Regions from separate parts of the Mus musculus genome. Here region 1 is linked to region 2. A link is a contact called in public HiChIP or PLAC-seq data. All regions are on one chromosome and are shown on one strand. The core of a region is the stretch at or near the end of the contact, and the rest is flanking DNA. Distances in the headings are between cores, read along the strand shown.

What was found. HiChIP or PLAC-seq counts read pairs in DNA pulled down with a chosen protein or histone mark.
Region 1: an H3K27ac HiChIP or PLAC-seq map of embryonic stem cells shows a contact between it and region 2, with 6 read pairs. The contact joins the promoter of Lin28a here to the enhancer-like site in region 2. A contact is called at or near these places in 1 of 39 promoter capture datasets (macrophages), 4 of 115 datasets of contacts at active chromatin or transcription factors (effector CD8 T cells, embryonic stem cells and pancreatic cancer cells) and 2 of 9 other capture datasets (adipose tissue and pancreatic islet).

What each region holds. Positions count from the first base shown.
Region 1 is chr4:134,017,471-134,020,170 of GRCm38.p6, forward strand. Lin28a (lin-28 homolog A (C. elegans)) reads right to left here and starts at 1,346. Exons shown (of 4, transcript NM_145833.1): 1 at 1,241-1,346; 2 at 583-779. The coding sequence starts at 1,271.
Region 2 is chr4:133,863,767-133,866,466 of GRCm38.p6, forward strand. It overlaps Rps6ka1 (ribosomal protein S6 kinase polypeptide 1), which reads right to left. Exons shown (of 22, transcript NM_009097.5): 8 at 2,596-2,633; 9 at 1,997-2,139; 10 at 1,595-1,665; 11 at 1,259-1,347; 12 at 240-304. Among named protein-coding and RNA genes, the nearest start is that of Gm12977, 6.8 kb to the right of the region's middle. Within about 2 kb of position 1,300, at least 72 of the 459 cell types and tissues checked have an H3K27ac peak or open chromatin away from gene starts, as enhancers often do. A contact at or near this core is called in embryonic stem cells, where this site is marked.

The DNA.
Region 1 (2,700 bases), core at 96-2,595, 150 kb after region 2:
TGATCCTTCCGGGACCTGCCAAACCTACACTGGCTACAGGACCTGGCTTTGGGTGGCCACCTGACTTGAGGTCTGCATTGAAACGGGAAGAACCTGACGTCGCAGGTTCACGCCCGTAGGTTGGGTAGCAAATGGCTCACACTCTCTCCTCCCTATGAATTAGACTCAGACCTTTAGAACTCAGGGCGCTAACGCCCGGCTCAGGCCCTGCATGTGCTTCCCTGGTCGGCCTGCTGGCCCTCCCCCACCGGCAAGCACAATACAACCTTAGTTTCTGCCACATGGGGTCACCTCCCTGCCCCCTGCTCCCTTCCCAGGGGAAAGAGGTAATAGACACGTGGTAAGCCGGAGGGGTTCCCGGAAGGGGGCGGGGAGGGGGTGCTGGTAGTCAGCAGTGCCTCCTCGCACAACTGCAGTTACTACAAACTCAAAACTGGGGTGTCCCGAAAAATATGGGGACGCACAATGAGGGGTATTTATCTCCTCCAATCCGACAGGAGGGGCCACCAGCCAAGGCCGTACCTCGGAACTCCCAGCCTTTTTCTTTTTTTTCCCCTAGCAAAGTTCCAGAATGAGTCTCACCTGGTGCACAAAGACGTCCACCGGGGGGTCGAGCGCGACCCCAGCGCGGGCGGTCATAGACAGGAAGCCGAACCCCATGCGCACGTTGAACCACTTACAGATGCCGGCCCCGTGCAGCAGCTGCGGCTCGTCTGCCGCTCGGGCCGCGTCAGGCGGCGCCTCCTCTGGCGCCTTCTCCGCTGCCTTGGCGCAGCCACCTGGAGATAGGGAGGGCCAGGTGATCAGCTGGGGGCCAAGGGATCGCAGGCCCTCTCAGGGACCCGTCTGGGAGATCTCGGTGGTCAGCCCGCGGATAGACACCCAGGAGGAGGCAGCTACCAAGCAGCTGGTAAGAAGAAACCTGTCCTGGCTGCCTCCCCAAGCTTACACAGAGGATGCTGACGCCCCAAAAGTTTTGCTTGTCTTCCCACAACAAGTTGCCCGTGCACACGCGGAGGGACAGGCCCCTCCTCTTCTCTCCCTCCGCCCCCACGGGCTCGGTGTACAAGCCACTGGAACACCAGGGTTCCCTAGTCCAGAGATGGCCCCCAGAAGCAGGAGGCCATAGGGACTTGGGGGTCCCGCGGACAAGTCCGTGGGACACTTTCCCACCTCCCTTCTATTTAGACATTGGGCTCCCTGCACCCTAAGGTGTGCCCGCTGAATCGCAAGCTCGAACCTGCAAACTGCTGGTTGGACACCGAGCCCATGGTCGTCTGCTGAGCCCGTGGCCCCGGGCCCCAGGTCGGGCGGCTGCTGGCCCCAGAGAAGTCCGGAGGCAAAGGGGTGGTTCGGAGAAGAGGCTGCTACATCTTCCCCCGCACAATAGCGGTGGGAGGGCCCACGGCTTTTCAAAGGCTCCCAAATTCTAAAAGACAATGACCCAACCCCCCGCGGGCAGCCCCCTCCCCTCCCCTCTCTCCTTACCCCTCCCTTTCCCTCTGGCTCTGGCTTCGGCCCTCCCCCACTGCTCTGGTCTCTGACACCTCTGGGGTGTCCCTTCCCAGAACCTTGAGATTTGACACCCCCTCCACATACACACATCTGGAGATGGGGATCTTTTGCACTGGAAGTCTTCAGTACCCCAGAATTTGGGATCCTGCACTTTGAGGACTCAATGCGGGCATCCAAAGCGGACACAGGTGGGGGGGAACGGGGGGGGGGTAGTTTTATAACCACGTGACCACACACACACACACACACACACACACACACACACACACACACACACACACACACCACCCCCACCCCCCGGGCAGATAATTATACATTCCAGAGAGTTGGGGGAGGGAGGTGTGAGCCTGGTGGCGCTGTCCAATCAGAAACACAAACCACCTGTCAAGGGAGAAATGGATGAGCCCTCCCCCTCCCCCAGCCCCTCAGCGCCCCTCCCCCTCTTTCCCCTCAGGCCTCAGAGCTGACCCGGCTGCTTGGCGCTGACCTGCTCTCACCCCCCACCTCCGTGTGCTTAGATAGACCTGGAGTTCTGGACATTAGGAAGCCGGGATAGGGGTGCAAGGAAGCGGCTGGAGACCCCACCGAGCTGATCTGTCTTAACCTAGGTGCTGCCTCTCAAACTCGGCCTGTCTCTGGGTGCTACTGGATGCCTCAATCTCCAAATTTCAACAACAGTTTCTCTGGGTTTGTCCCAGTGAGAAACAAGCTCCTAGTTGATTCTGTGCAAAGAGTCCTTCGCTCCCTCCTAAGCCTACACCTAAAGTTGCTTCCAGGTACAGCTCCCTGAGAGAGCATGTGGAAACCTCGAAGAATGCCCTCTGTGGTAGCTGTGTTCTCATCGGGCCCCTGCCTGCCGCGTCCCGTCCTGTCCCATCCGTTGGTGGAAGAGAATAGATTGGTGGGTGGAGGCACTTCCTCCAAGACCCGGGACACTCTAATTCCCAGACCCTCCTGTTCTCAGTCACCATCCTAAATTGAGCTACCCTTCGGGTAGTATGACTGGTGAAAAGACTGGATAGAGAGAGGCTTCTCATTTAAAGAGGTAAACTCCCTACTAGAAGATAAAGAGGGTGGACCAGAGGGGTGGCCACTGCCCTGGTCAGAGATGGACAATGGCCCGGGGCTCAGTGCACGGCCCTGGCCCTGCCCCTTCACTTCCGGTGCTCAGTTCAAACTGGACAA
Region 2 (2,700 bases), core at 50-2,549:
ATGCTCTGGTCACCATGGTGACCCCACAGCCTGCTAGCAGCCCCGACAGGAAGAGTAGAAGCTATGCTGCTCAGTGGATAACAGCAAGGGAGAGCAGCCTTCAAGGGCGTGAAGTCACCCCTCCAAGGGCATGTTAAGGGCTGCTCACCTTCTACCTCCCACAGCTGAGGCCACGGTTGGCAGGGGCCCCTCCCCCACCCTTCCTGCGTCCATCACAGGGCACAGGCACGGGCACTCACATTCCAGTCAATGGTGGAGTAGAAGATATGTCTCTTAATTTCCTCTGCCCCATCAGGGCCCGAGCCTGAAAGAAGCCAAATGAAGCCAACCTCAGACACCCATTCTGTCTTCCAGGCTCTGGACCAGCTGCTACCGTGGAGGGCAGCAGGGGTTCACCATGTCCTGCGTCAGTACCCACTACCCTGAAGCCTGGAGCCCGCTCAGTATTTCCTATGTTACGGAGCTTCTGCTGGTGTACTGAGGAAGGAGGGGCCAGGCAGGACGGGAAGCCTGTCCAAGCATTAATCCTGACAGAAGCTGGACTGACTTCTTTTGAGATCTAACAAGGGCCTTCATCCACTCCCGCCACAGGCCCCCCTCCTCTCTGCCCTTCTTTTCCTACTGCCTCTCGTCTTTATCCCTGAGACAAACGCTCATTCGATTCAACCCAGGGACCTGGACTGGACCTTAGCTGGTTGTGATCCAGATAAAGCCAGCATCCAAAAACCTCGGCAAATACTGTATACTTCACTGAACAACAGGAATGTCCTTCTCTCATCAAAGATCCCCGGGAGCCAGGGCAGAATCAGTGTCTCCACTGACACAGGAACCTGGGGCTCGGAAAGGTGGGGTCCCCTGCCATAGCGCAGGCTCATAAACCGTATTCAATCCCTCAGCAAATGTTTACAGTACTGCTGGGTGCCGGGCAGCGGGGACAGACACAGCTAGGCCTGAGACCTTTCTCGCTCCTAAGCTCCTGCGCCTTCCCTTGAGCCAGCAACCTTGGCAGAGAAGCTGTGTGGGGGCCTGTGTCCTTGTCCCTGAGGGGGTATGAATGACTCAGTTCCTGCCTTCCCCCCACACAGGTCACCCTCCCAGCACCATACATGGAACCAGAAAATAGGGTGGCCAGCAGCATTGTCTGCTCACACAAAGGACAACAGCTCCTTTCAGTCCTAGATGTGGCCCCGTGGCCTAGGCTGCAGCTGTACCCTGATCCTCACCGCCATGTCCCCTCCTCTGAGCTGGGGTTGCTTACCAAGCCGATTGGCAGGATTCCTCTTGAACAGGGCCCGCAGGAGGCTCTGGGCTTCCGTGCTCAGAAACTGGGGCATGCCTAGCTTCGCCCTGGAACAGCCACAGGTCTCATCAGGGCTGAGCCCCACCCAGGAGTCCCAGAGCCCCTTCCCTTTCTCTTTTCCAGCTCAGTCCAGAGAAGCCAGCCACTAACTCACCTCCCAGAGACATTAAGAACACTTCCCACTGGCCCTGGCAGACAGCAAGGGTCTGCAGACAGGGAAAAAGCAATTCACTGGCCCTGCAACTGGGGTGGGATTAGGGAGAACTTGGAGGGCCAGGCAGTGTTGGTGCTTACTTCAAAATCAAGGTCATGGTCTCCTTCCGGTCCTTCCCCTGGAAGGGCAGGGAGCCCGTCAGCATCTCAAACTTCGGGGGGAAAAGGAAACATATAGGTGTGGCCTTGTTCTCTGTCTCCCACACATCCCTCCCCCTCCTTCCCGGGCTACCCTGCTGCAGTCCGGGGATTCTTGCTGGCCTGTTAAGACTTTACAGTCTAAGTCTAGCTGCAGCAAGGCCTGTGCCTGCCTCTGCCCCCCTCCCAACCTAGAACCCAGGAGCAGCACTAAAGCCAGAGGAAGGAAGCAGAGGAGAGTTCCCAAGTTAGGTGAGGGGTGGTACTTCAGGCAGGTGGACTAAAGCCCGCGGCTCTTCGAGGGAAACAAAGTACAACAGTGTGCAGCAGAGCCCGGACACTCACCATCAGCACCCCATAGGACCACCAGTCTGCACTGTGGGTGTGACCCTGGCGGTTGACAACCTCGGGCGCCATGTACTCCACTGTCCCGCAGAAGGAGTAAGCCTTCTTCTCATGGTCTATGGCCTCCTTGCTCAGGCCAAAGTCTGCAGCATGGAGGGCAGAGAAGTCACTTCTAGGATCCCTGCCACGCCCACGGCTACCACACTTAGCTCCTCTGACCGGAGCCAGGTATCACCAAGGTTGTCAGTGAGAGCTCAGTCTGCTCTGAGACCTAGGGAGCCTCGAGAGATGGCTCAGCAGTTAAGAATATTGGCTGTTCTTCCAGACAACCCAGGTTCCATTCCCAGCTCCCACACGATGGTTAACAACCAGGTGCAGGCAACTCTAGCCTCTTTGGGCAACACATGCATGAGGTACAGATACAAATATAGGCAAAACTCCCATACACACACAAAAAATAACTAAGTAACAAGGCCTAGGTTTTTGGCATGTATGTAACTGGCATCGTCTCCCAGGAAACACAGCCATCAGCTGAGACCTATCAGACAGAGCCTGGTTATCCTCCCCAGAGCCCAAAGGAGCAGGTGCCCTTCACTCACCAGTGAGTTTGATGTGGCCCTCCTCATCCAAAAGGATACTGTAACAGAGAGACAGGAGTCAGGAATCCTTAGCTGCAGGCACTGTGCAGGTTCTAGCAGTAACCT